Linked DNA regions of Mus musculus: region 1 is linked to region 2. The links are chromatin contacts, called in public Hi-C maps. All regions are on one chromosome and are shown on one strand. Each heading gives the region's core, a stretch centred on a gene start, on an enhancer-like site or on the middle of the called end of the contact. The rest is flanking DNA. Distances are from core to core; before and after follow the strand shown.

Region 1 (5,784 bases), core at 1,237-3,736, 55 kb after region 2:
TACCTCAGCGGGCAGAGCAATTGGCATTTTGTTCTCAAGTGGATTACTCCTGGGAGAAGTCAACACTCCCAGGTTAATACTAAATGTAGCCTCTCTACCCTGGTTCAAGGCTCCCTTACTTCTCCACGGGGCTGAATAGGGAAGGGAGCTGTCATGGGCTCATGGGGGGGGGGGACACCAAGGGGGGGCCCTAAACACAACGAAACCCCAAAAATATAAGCTGTCGTAAGTAAGACCATAATCCCTGACCTACTCTTTCAGTGGGTACTCCAAGCAGTTTGGGGTGCACATCGCCACCCCACTTCATTGTAGCATTTCTTTCATTTGTCAGCCTGAAATATCCTGTTTTGTCCCACTTCTTGGGGCGCTAAAGAGCTCTGAGAAATCTGCATTTTAATTGACATTCCAACGAGAGCGAGAGGGGCGCCTGATTGCTTTTCTATTCAAACTAAACAGGCTTTTCAGATGAAAATGAGTCCAGGCTGGTGGAAGATTTACAGGGATTTGGGACGCTTGGGACAATAGAGTTTTAAATGTTGATAGCGTTTCACACCAAACACATAATGGGTGCCGTGGATTTGAAAGCAAGTCTGCCTTTAAGGGTAGATTTTATTGAACTGGGGGGTGAGGTGGGGGGGAGAAGGAAGGTCTTGGGAAGTTTGCAGGGGCACGGAGCCGAAGCCGGCCTCCCGCGCCTGCCCCCTGGCCGCGAGGGTGGAAGCCAGCGCCACGCAGGGCCCTCGACCGATTCCCCCGCGCTGAAAGAATGAGCGCGCAAGTTAGAACTCGCCTGTGCTTTCAACATCTCGGCGCGGCAGCGGTCGGAGCAGCTAGGCGAACTAGGAAAAGTCGGTCCAGTTCGCCCCCTAGCCCCAGGCGCGCGGCGATCCCTCCTGCGCCAACCGCTGTGGCTGGTGAGGGATGGCCAGCACCGGAATCCCGGACCAGAGCCACTGCCTCCCTAAAGGTGTCGTCCCGGCATCTCCATCCCTTTGGGGATGTTGCCTGACCACACTCCAGCAGTTTCTTCCCAAGAAAGGATCTCTCATAAGGGTTTGTGTAGTACCAGGCTGGAGCTTCCAGAATCCAAGGACCAGGCACCCCAAAGATGCCCTTCCCGAACCGCCTATGGGCTGTGCCACTGGCAGGCGGCCCCACGGCGCGCCGGCTCTGAGCTCAAAGGAACGCGCCCAGTAGGCAGGACTGTGCCCGCCGGAGTCTGACAGGAAAGGGGTGCCAGCGGCAGAGGCAGATGTCAGCATTGGGATGGAGGTGCTGAAAGAACTCCCCCAAAGCCAGCCATCCGCATTCATCCACTCCTCCATCACCAATACAGTCAGAGACTGACAGGGTGCGCCCCCAAATAGGTTTACCCGCGCCTTCCTCCCGGGGATCCTGCGCCCCCGCATCCTCCCACGGCACCCACTTTCCCGGCTGGCGAAGCTCCCAGAGGCGTTCGGCACGACGATTACCTTGAATGGCAGCGCTCCTCTGCGCTCGGTGCTGCGCCGGAGCCCAGAGTGGATCGGGATGGAGCAGGCGATGATCTCGGAGGAAAACTCCAAAAAGAGAACGATTCCTTGGGTAGCAGCCGGCGCCAAGGTTCCGAGGCTTCACGCGCGCCGGGGATCGCAGAACAGCTAGGACATGACACCGGAGCTGCTCTCGGATCTGGGCAGCAGCAGAAGAAAGGACTGGAGCTTGGCGTTGCCTACTCCAAACTTTGCTGGCGAGTAGTGAACACTCGCAGCGCTCAGGAACGCTGAGGCCCGGGGGCTCACGCCCGGCCCCCGCCAGCCCGGAGAGCAGTCGCCACGCCGGGCCAGGAACACACAGGCAGCCCCCGCGCCGGAGCTCTGGCGGCCGCGCGTTCGATCGTCCGTGCGCCCGTTCCGCGCCTGCCGCCGCCGCCGCTCGCCTCTCCCGGCTCTCTCCCCTCGCCGCCCGCGCCGCCGCCGCAGCCTCCTCGGGCGGGTCACGCCCCCCGCTGAAACCCGAGCCGTTTCCTGGACGGCGGCGCCCGCTCTGCCAATCAGCGCCTCGCGCTGGGGCAGTCCCGAGCCCCGCGCTGCCCCCGAAGCCTAGCAGCCGCAAAGAGACACCCGCCAGGCAGGCGAGGGGCCCCGCCGCGCTGCCCGCAGGGGTGCACAGATGACCTCTCGGAACCCTGTTGGTGAACGGCCTCTGTACGCCACTGCCCCAGTTCCTAGCCAGCTTTGGTGCACAGTGGATGCGTTACGTTGTTTTATGTCAAGTTAGGAAACAAATGACAGAATGCTGTGCAACTTCAGACACCTTAGAATAGGTCTGCAGCATACTGGGGCCAGACATTTCATGTCATGAAGCTTTGAGGGTGGAAGCAGCGGATGTTCGTGGGAGATGTTGCGTTGTCTTGTTCCTCTGAACAATAGACAGGGGACGAGTGTTTGGGAAACCCTCCTTTAGGAAGGGAACACGTGAATAGGTAATTGTACTTATCCGCACATCTGCCTGCAGAGTAACAGAACCAGATTCTGACAAGAAAACTGAAGATCGGAGAGGTTAACACAACCGGCTGCTGGATGAGCCCTTTAATGTGGCTGCCATGGGAAAAGGCAATCTACAACAGAAAACATCTTTAATAGTATCAATGTAGGTTAACATAAAGAAATCCAAAGGAGGGCTGGAGATGGATCAGCAGTTCAGAGTGCTTCCTGCCTTCTTAAAGGCCAAAAGCCAGTTGCTGGCTAAATATCAGTCCCTCACAATGGCCTGTAACCCCAGTTGCAGAGTCATCCAAAGCCTCTGGTCTCCTTAGGAAACTGCACTCGTGAACACAAAGATACAGGCATATAGTTTAAAAATAGAAATAAATATTTAAAAGAAAGTAGGGCTGGAGAAATGGCTCCGTAGTTTAAGAATACTGCCAGAGATTGGTTCAATTCCCAGCATCCACTTGGCTTGCTCACAATCACCTCTAAGTCCAGTTCCAGGAGTCCCGACGCCCTCTTCTGGCCTTCAGAGATACTGCATGCACAATGTGCAGACAGACATGCAGGCAAACATCCATACCAATCAAATAAAATGAAAATTAATTAATTAATTAATTAATGAGAGGGGGAAGAAACTTGAAAGAGTCTAGAGAGGTGTTGGAGATGTAGCCTAGTAGTAGAACGCTTGCCTTGCATGTACAAGGCCTGATCTCCATGCCACCTAAGAAAGAAACAGAGAAAGAAACAAAGAATCAGAAACAGAAAACACACTCACTCTACCAAAAACCAAGTCATCTGACCGTGAGCAAATTGGATTCTCTCCCTGACTCTTACACTCTTCTGTTGCAAAGCAGGATTCTTTAACTAAATGTCAGGCCGGGCTGTAATGATTGGCATCTCCCATTTGTCTCTCCCACTAGACTACCTTGAGATCATTTATCTTTCAGTACGCACTCCCTTTCTCTCTTTCATCCCTTGAGCAGTTGTGTTTAAAGTCAAGGCCATATAAATTGTAACTCTAGCACTCAGAAGTGTGAGGCAGGAGGATTGCCTTGTGTTTGGGGGCCAACTTGGTCTACATAGTAAGTTTGAAGCCAGCTACATTTTGTCTAAATAAATTGAATCTTAATTATTGGGTCAATTATTGAGGTCCCAGACCTCGCAGGATAAAGAGAAGTTCGGGAGCTTGAAAATGGTTTCAGGTACATGCTGAGTTTGTGTCAGCCCTGGGCTATATAAGATCCTGGCTCAAATAGGTCACTAAGTTCAGAAAAGCCTTAGACTCTCTCTGGTGCCTAAAGACAAACAAAGCCAGACAGTAAAGTCCACCTGGGACACAGGTTTGAAAGAGGAGACGTACCAGAATCCCTAATACTCTACCTTATGCCATTTACACACACGATTCCTCAGGCCCCACATGATCAGATCATCTTTGTTCACAGCATAGCCTGGGAAACTTATATGCACATCACTAAAAAGCAAGGGGTAGCAAATCCATGTTCAATGCCTCAGGCAAATACTTATGAAATTAGAATTTGAAAACTCAACAACAACAAAAATAACAGCCGGATTTCCAAACGAAATGATCTGTTTATGTCTAGTGGAAAGGGGTGTGTTTTGAATGAGTTCTGTGGCCTGGGTGGGAACACCTCAGCCAGGTTGACACTGAGCCATTCAGTGTCAATGTGTGCTCATTCCCTAACCTGAAGTCACAAGGGAATGGTCCTGCTCCAGGCTGGCACTTCTATCTTTATGATCCCCACTGATGAGAAACTCCGTGTCTCAGGACAGAGCTCTTTCCCTACTGCAGTGGGCCCACCAGCCATTGAAAATGAGGTTAACACATTCTCACATAAATTAATGGCCCAGGAAGCCGCTGTCCCTGTCTCCCCCACCCCATTCATCTCTAGCTTTATAGATGCTGAATAGGAGGGAAGCCCTTCCGCTGAAAACAAAAACACCTTCTTTAACTAACGTCAGAGGCAGCGTGCAGAATTTGTTCTGTATGAAGATGAAAAGGTAGCCACCGTCCAAAGGCCCTGATTGCCAAAGAGCACCTTTTTTTTTCCCCCAAGTTAGGAAAGCCACAAATCCACAATAGGAAAATTTTAAGTTTAAAAAAAATTTTTTTAAAGCATGCTTTGAATTTTTGAAAAATAAAAAAATTCATTTTGCATCATTTAGACTTCAAGTGACCTCAGTGGTCCAGGAAAGCTTTCCTCCCAGCCAGGCGTCTGAATGAGAAAATCATCTCTTTGCAGGATTTTTAGCCCCTCTCCCTTCTTCAAGTGGCTGGAACCCCTTTTGTCAATGGCCTCCCGTGAATGCTGTTACTAATAAGCCTATTAATGAGTTTCCACGGCCGAGTGTGAATAGGTAAATAGGGCCCGATCTGTTGAGGTTTTGGGGGTGAGGGCAGAAAAGCCAGCAAGAACTCAAGGTGACAGTTTGAACTGAAGGCAGCTAGGCGGCAGGTTTCAGCTGAAAGAAACCCCAGACAAGGCCACATTCTCCACCCTCCACCCCCTACGGGGCCTCCTTTCTTCCCAATTTCGCCCTTTTATAAAATGTCTTGAGTAGTCGCCCTTTTCTCTTTCCCCAGAAGGCCTCATGACGCCCCCTCCCCCACCCCTCTAGGAATGATATGTCAGTGGAATGAAAGGGAACTGAGGGCAGCAGAAACCAGCCATCCTATCCATCCTGAGGAGCAAACGGTCAGCGCATCCCTGGGAGAGAAGAGGAGGAAAGGGGCCGCTGGGTCGCTCTCTGTTGAGATTCGGATGTTTAATTTTAGACATTTGTGTTTTAATGGGTTGTGTCTCCTTCACCCTGTGGAAAAGCTGGTTGAACAAAGGCTGTGTAGGACTGCCAGTGTGGGCCTGGCTCCAGGCTTTCTGTCTTTACATGACATCTCTATAAGGTCCTAGGCACGGCTGAGTTCAAGCTCATGGTCCACAGCCAGGCAACGTGCTCCAGGATGAGAAAGGAACCCAATCAGTTTGTGGCATTTCAAATATATATTCATATACACATACACATATACCCTAGTGAAATGCCGTGTGTGTGTGTGTGTGTGTGTGTGTGTGTGTGTGTGTGTGTCCCTCCCCATATTCACACTGAATGTCATCCAGGATTCTAAAATATATATGAACCTACTTCCCTGGGAATATAGGAGATATAGGGACTATAGGGTCATGGCCAAACATAGTGGTGAATACCTGTAATCCCAGCACTCAGGAGGTAGAGACGAGAGAGTCAGAGGTTCAAGGACAGCCTCACGTAGAGAGCTGGGCTCCATGAGACTCTGGCGTAC
Region 2 (6,399 bases), core at 3,098-5,597:
TGATGTTCAGGGCCCAATAACCTGCTAAAGGCCTCATGCTCATTATACAATTAGCAAAATGAGTTCATTGCCCTGTCAGGCCTCTGCGGACGTATTCGCACTGGCCAGGCTCAAGCCAGTTGGATTGTGAGTTTTGTTTTGTTTCCCCTAACCTTTTCCCAACCTCTACATATCGGCACAAAAGACGGTCAGAACTGAAAATGATCAGTAGAGAAGGCAGAGCAAGGATCAAGGGAGCACTGTACTTTCAGAAGGACTGTTGGTGCCAGGACAAGGATATTAGTGCTTAGTCAATCTGCCCCAACCAGGTCTTCTGTCTTTCTCTCCTACTCCTTCCTCTACCCCCACACCCCTTATACCCTTAGCTCTGAAACTTGTTATATAGACTAAGTTGGCCTTGAACTCAGAGATCTGTCTGTCTCTGCTTCCTGAGTTATTTACTTTGGAAATGCAGGGTCTTGCTCTGTGGCCTGAGCTGGGCTTGAACTCATGATCCTCCTTCCTTGGCTTCTCCAGTGTTGGGTGACAGGTATGCACCACTAGACCTAGGGTTCTTTATGGCTTTTCCCTTTCTTCTCTTTTCCTCTGTCTTCGTTTGTGTGCACACATGCCCGTGTGTGCAGGTTCACACCTCTTGTGTGGAGGCCAGGTCAATCCTGGGTGTGTCTCCCTTGGCTGCTCTCTCCCTTAGTTTTATTTTATTTATTACTGTATGTGCACTGTATGTGAGGAATGCTTGCCATGGCTCTGTGTAGAGCTGGTGCTCGCCTTCCACAAAGGTAAAGCCTGTAACCACTGAACCATCTCACCAGCCCCGCCCCCCAGCCCTTTCATTTTGAGATCTTACAGATGGGGGAACTTATCAGCTGACTTGGTTAGCTAGTCAACAAAACCAAGAGGTCCTCCAGTCTCTGCCTCCCCAGCTTTTGCCCACGGGCCCATGGTCTCATGTTTACACACTAAGCACCATGCCCATTGAGCTGTCTCCCTGACCTCTGCCTGACCTCTTCTGCATTCCTTTTTTTAAAAAGACTTATGTTTGTTATTTTTCTTAATAATGTGTGTTAGGGAGGTGCGGAGTATAGGCACTTAAGAGCTCAGAGACATTAGTACTTCCAGAGCTGGGGTTCAGGCAGCTGTGAGCCACCTGATATGGGTGCTAGGAACCAAACTGGGGTCCTCTGCAAGAAGAGCATGCACTTTTAACCACTGAGCAGTGCCTGGCTTACTGTCTTTCCCTCTTCTGATCTTCAGTCCTGTTGCAGCGGGTAGCCATCCCTCCTGTTGGAACACCTGCCTATGCAAAGTCTTGCAGAATCTGTCTGGGGCTCTGGCTGCCTCCAACCAACCCCACCCCAGGCCCTCTCCCACACCTTTGCAGAGTCTAAAGAGCAAGGTTGTTTAGGAAGAGAAGAGTGTCTCTCCTCCAGTGCCGAAGTCCCAAAATGACTTATGAAGGGTACACCATGCAGAATGCTCGAAGCACAACAGCACTGATTCCTTTGTGCTTGCTCACTGGCGTGGATAGACAGAGCAAAGGGCTGGCCCGGCTCAGGCCTGGGAAGACCCAAACATGTGAAGGCAAAATACCCTAATGAATGTCACAGAGGATGACTGGCTTGGAATTGAGCTCCTTCTACCTGCTGGGTTGTCAATTTAGATCTTCTTAGGCAAATTATAGGAGCTGAGCTTGGTGTCATTTATACCCCAAATGTTTTAAGACACCCTCGAGCTCCCTGGCTTCAGGGGTACGACGGCACTGTCAACTCGTCTGTCATGTTTTGATTCGAAAGGGCCTCTGCTTTTCTTTACAGGGGACTTGACTCTTGGGAGGTAAACAAGATTCAGGAGACAGACGAGAGTGACGTTTTGCGTGTGTTAAATATCACTAAACTAGATCTTCAAAAACAGTTTAAAATGGCCAGTTTTATGTAGCCCAGGCTGGCTTCAAACTGGCCTTAAGGCTGACCATTAGATTTCTGATCCTTCTGCCTCCTCCTGGGATTACAGGCGTATACTGGCACACTCAGTTCCTGTGGTATTGGGGGTGAAACCTGGGGCTTCATGCATGCAAGGGAAGCACGCTACATCTGAGCTACACCTCCAGCCCAACCATGGCTTTGGATTTTTGGGGGGGTGGGGAGGGTGGGGGGCTTGTTTTGTTTTGTTTTAAGGAGACACAGGAAATGTGACAATATTGTTGAATCCATGTGATTTGCTCCTAGGATCGTGACAAACCCACCCTCTCAGTGAAGTGTACTACCTTGTTCCATTTACTAAATGACAGTTGTTCTTTCAATACCAAGTCTACCCAAGGTCCCCGCCACACTGGCCTTTGGATGCTGATGTCAATTCAGACGTCAGATGTCCACAATCTCCCTCCTGAGGAGCAGAGGTAAACACAGCTGAGATCCACCCCACTGGGCAGGACACCATACAGCCCTGCACCCCACTAGCCTAAAGGAATGTGTGATTTTAGCTGGTGTGTGCAGTGCCGGGCTGCCCTCACAGGAAAAATGTGCTGGACAAGGTTTTGTTCTTTTTAAATTGCTCAGGCATTAAACACATCCTCTTGTCAGAAAGGCTGAATTCCAGATTAGACTCGTGGGATTTGCAAAGAAACAAAATGGGAATCACTGGGAAACCCCCCCCCCCAAAGCCAAAATTTTATGCCATGTGGGTTTCAAAGGATCAAGCTAGCCTATTTTGAGAAATACATCCTAGAAGAGTACTCACACAGGTGCCCAATAAAGAGATGTACACCAAGCTTGTCATGGTCATGTTGTAATGGAAAAAGAGGGTATGCACAGCCTAAATATGATGACATACTATGGCTCTGTCAGCAGCATATGGGCCACAAGGATGAACTGAAATAGACCGGTATGTGTAGACACAGGACAACTTGGCTCTCATTATCAACTTTCACCATTTAAAAAAGCCTTCCTTGGAGGAAGTCCGGAAAGCTTCATGCTAATCCCTCGGATGCCTGGGTTTGCTCCTGGGGTGGATCAAGCAGAAGGAAAAACTCTCAGCACATCTGAGCAAACAAGAAATGTCTCCCTCAGGTACAGACAACGCAAGAAGCTAAAGGATAGACTCTTTGTTTTCCTAGAGCCAAAATGGGAGACGCTCAAGACTACTTGTAGCTCACGGTGCACTCAAGTAGCAGAAAGGCTCAGAACCATCACCCAGACCCCAAACACTGCACCAACAAGACAGAGCTCACCCTCACAACACAACACAACACAACACAACACAACACAGACGATGTTCTAACCTCTCCCTCCAAATCAGGACAGGGACTTCCTCACTGCCTCCTCTTTCTTCACAGAAGAACAGAACACCATCCCCATGTGACAACATCAATGTCCTTGGTCACCTCCTCCCACAGCTATGTAAAACCTACACTAGTGAAACAACCTTCTAAATCAAATCTCCTATGTTAGCAGCACACCCTGGCCTCACTCTCCCTTCTCCTGCTCTGTGGACATAAAAACCAAACAGGAAGATGATGAACTCAGTCACAACAGCAGGGTGCTCTGAGGGGAAGGGAGTCTATGAGCAAAAACTTACATGGATCACTTACAAGGGGAAGGAGATGGTGCCACGGCCATACTCACTCCTAAGAAGAGCTGGTATCAGACTCAATTCACCTGGCCCTTTAGTTCAAAAAGGCAGATGCTAATCAAGATGTATGAACACATGTGTTTAAAAACTCTAGTTTTTCTGTTTCAGAATTTGAAATATGTTAAGATGCCCTAAACTCAAATCTAAATTACACATGAACTAGTTTCTCTGCTCCAGGGTAAATGCTTTTTATCTAAAATGCTTGGGGCCAGAAGTGCTTCAAGTTAGAGCATTTCTTGGATGTCAGGCTATGCGTGCATCTGTTTTACTTGTTGGCCATCTGTAATTCTAAAACCTTGAAATCCTGAGTTCTCCAAAATCTGAAACTTGTAACAGGACAATCCTTGACTGACAATACAATAAATCAGAGAATTAAGACATTTTTGGAGACTGGATTTGCAGATTAGCCATGTTCAACCCAAGGGGCCCATTACCACACACTGTTGCTGCGATCCACGAACGCATCCTCAAGCTAAGCTTGCTCCCAGGTTTCCTGCGGCTAAGTAGCTTTCTATCTACCTGCTCCCATCTGCACTTTCTATGCACAGTCCCAGGAAAAGATCATCTTCGCACAGAACTGTGGGGCATTAACCTAACCAGGACACCTCTACATCCTCCTAAGCTCCTATTGCAGATTCCATGCCAAAGATCAGACAGCCAACCAAACATTAGCCCTCTTTGGTCACCTTTACCAGCACTCTTGCCAGAACTGAGGGGAATCAATAACTTTCCTTCCTCAACTGTAGGTCAAAGGGCTTCTGAAGGTCCTCAGGAACAGAGCAAAAATAGACTATTAACCAAGCACTGAGAGATCCCTACCAGATTGGTGCCTATAAGCCGCTATCTATGAGGGCTAACTTCTTCCCGGGAAGCAACTCCTTTGAAGCAGTTGATCGCCGACCAGTCTTTGCCCCTGGAAGCCCTGTGGTAAGGCAGGAATGTAGAACCTCTCTGGAGTAATGAAATCTCATTAACCGGCTTTGACCCCAGGGAGTTTTGAAATCCCCATCAAGAAAGTACTAAGCCTCAGCACCCCTGTAATGAGGACTAGCCTGAGTGTGTGTCTCAGCCTGGAGACTGGTGAAGAAGCACAGGATAAGCGTGCAGATCGCCCGGTGCCATGATTTAGAGCCCTGTTCTCGTAGCAACTCTTTCTTGGCTGGGTGCAACAAGCAAAGCAGGTTGTCGCCCATCATGGTTTGAATCAGGAATGGCCCCTAAAGGTTCCGGTTTTGAATGCTTGAATCTCAGCTGGTGGCACTATTTTGAGGGCTGGAAAGGGCCATTAGGGGTTGTGGCCTGGCTGCCAAAAGTAAGTCCCTAAGAGTGGGCCTTTGGAAGGTAGACTTGGCTACAGATCAATCGGGGACGTGTTTCCTGCACACTGCTACTCTGAGACTAGGGTTCTGAGTTCTTTCGCAAAGGCTCCCTCTGTGAACTCTCACCTGCGTACAACCTTCACCCTCAGCTCATCCACAGTGATGAGGCTAGGTTTCCTAAGTCCAGAGCTGGCAGAGAGAGACAGCTCCAGCATGGTGTCAAGCTACAACCAGAAGTGGGATAGTGTCTGCTGGCAGCCAGATCAGAAACGCAGAGAGATCTAGGTGAGGCCTGAAGCCCAGGAAACCACTGGAGGGTCTCTGAGGGTCCCCGTGCTGAAGCCTGGCTGGTGCCGGAGGAACACAAGGCTTACAAGCAAGAATGGAAGGAAAATCAGCATTCAGTGGTAAAACCTCTGAGTCATTTAAATTCTGTACCCAAGATTCCCCCCACCCCCACTCCGGTCACATCAAGCTCTAAGAAGCCAATGAGATGGAAACCAAGACTTGTATAAGATCTTTCTCAGCAGAAATCAAGGAGATCCTGCTAGTGGAAGTTTCTATAATGAACTCAATGGCTAAATGATTCAATACCAAACATCCTAGCACCGCATCTTTATTTTTATCCATATAGCCATATAGCCCAGGCTGGCCCCAGACTCTGTAGCCAAAGATAACCATGGACTTCTAATCCTTTCCACAATGACTAAGATTACAGATATGCCATACTACACTTGGTTATATGCAATGTGGGGTGGGTGGAGGGAGGGGTCAGACTTCATCATGTATTCTAGGCAAGCTCTCTATCAACTGAGCCACACCCCTGTCCTGGCCCCTACTATCGCATCAAGGACTTGAACACTATTCCAGGTCCCACATTGGATAACCAGGCTCCTCCAATCCCTTCCTCACTGCTATGAGATCACATAGAAGCCTCTGTAATTCCATCTTCCAAGTAGCAAACCGATGCTTTGTGCAATTTCTTCCTCTCACTAGAGACTGCCAGAGGCTCCAGGCCAGGGGTCAGCCACACAGCAGGGCTGAACAGTCTGTGCCTAGAAGAAGCAAGACTTCATTCTTCTTAAATCCACACCTGAGGTACCCGGCACACGCTGCCAGGCTGTGTCGCATCATGTCTAGAGCTGAGCCGTGGAGGATTTGTGTCAAGGGCTAGCCAACAGTGTCTTTCTGGCCTGCCAGTGACAAGCCAGGGCAGGACTGGTGGTAAAGGCTGAGCCACCTCCACCCTGCCAGAAGTGAAGGACAACAAATGGCAGCCCTAAGCATACCACACCTGGGGTGGGAGATGAGATTCCAGAGAGTGTATTTAAACTAGTAAGGGATCAGACATGTTGTTCATACCTCCACTGCACTGCCCCCCTACCCCACCCCACCATACCAAATATCAGGAGTCACCAGTAAGTATTTAATAGTCTCTGGGAACACAGAAGTA

The links. Hi-C and Micro-C count contacts between places; a contact is called where the count stands out from the background.
Region 1: a Hi-C map of liver shows a contact between it and region 2, with 2.2 times the contacts expected there. The contact joins the promoter of Fgfr2 here to the enhancer-like site in region 2. A contact is called at or near these places in 25 of 484 Hi-C or Micro-C datasets (the AML12 cell line, brain, brown adipocytes and 12 more), 20 of 115 datasets of contacts at active chromatin or transcription factors (PVALB interneurons, VIP interneurons, astrocytes and 10 more) and 4 of 9 other capture datasets (adipose tissue, embryonic stem cells, liver and 1 more).

The regions. Positions count from the first base shown.
Region 1 is chr7:130,264,322-130,270,105 of GRCm38.p6, forward strand. Fgfr2 (fibroblast growth factor receptor 2) reads right to left here and starts at 2,487. Exons shown (of 18, transcript NM_010207.2): 1 at 1,473-2,487. RefSeq lists a promoter at 1,820-2,045.
Region 2 is chr7:130,207,279-130,213,677 of GRCm38.p6, forward strand. All of the region lies in intron 6 of Fgfr2 (fibroblast growth factor receptor 2), which reads right to left. Among named protein-coding and RNA genes, the nearest start is that of Fgfr2, 56 kb to the right of the region's middle. Within about 2 kb of position 4,348, at least 7 of the 459 cell types and tissues checked have an H3K27ac peak or open chromatin away from gene starts, as enhancers often do. A contact at or near this core is called in PVALB interneurons and liver, where this site is marked.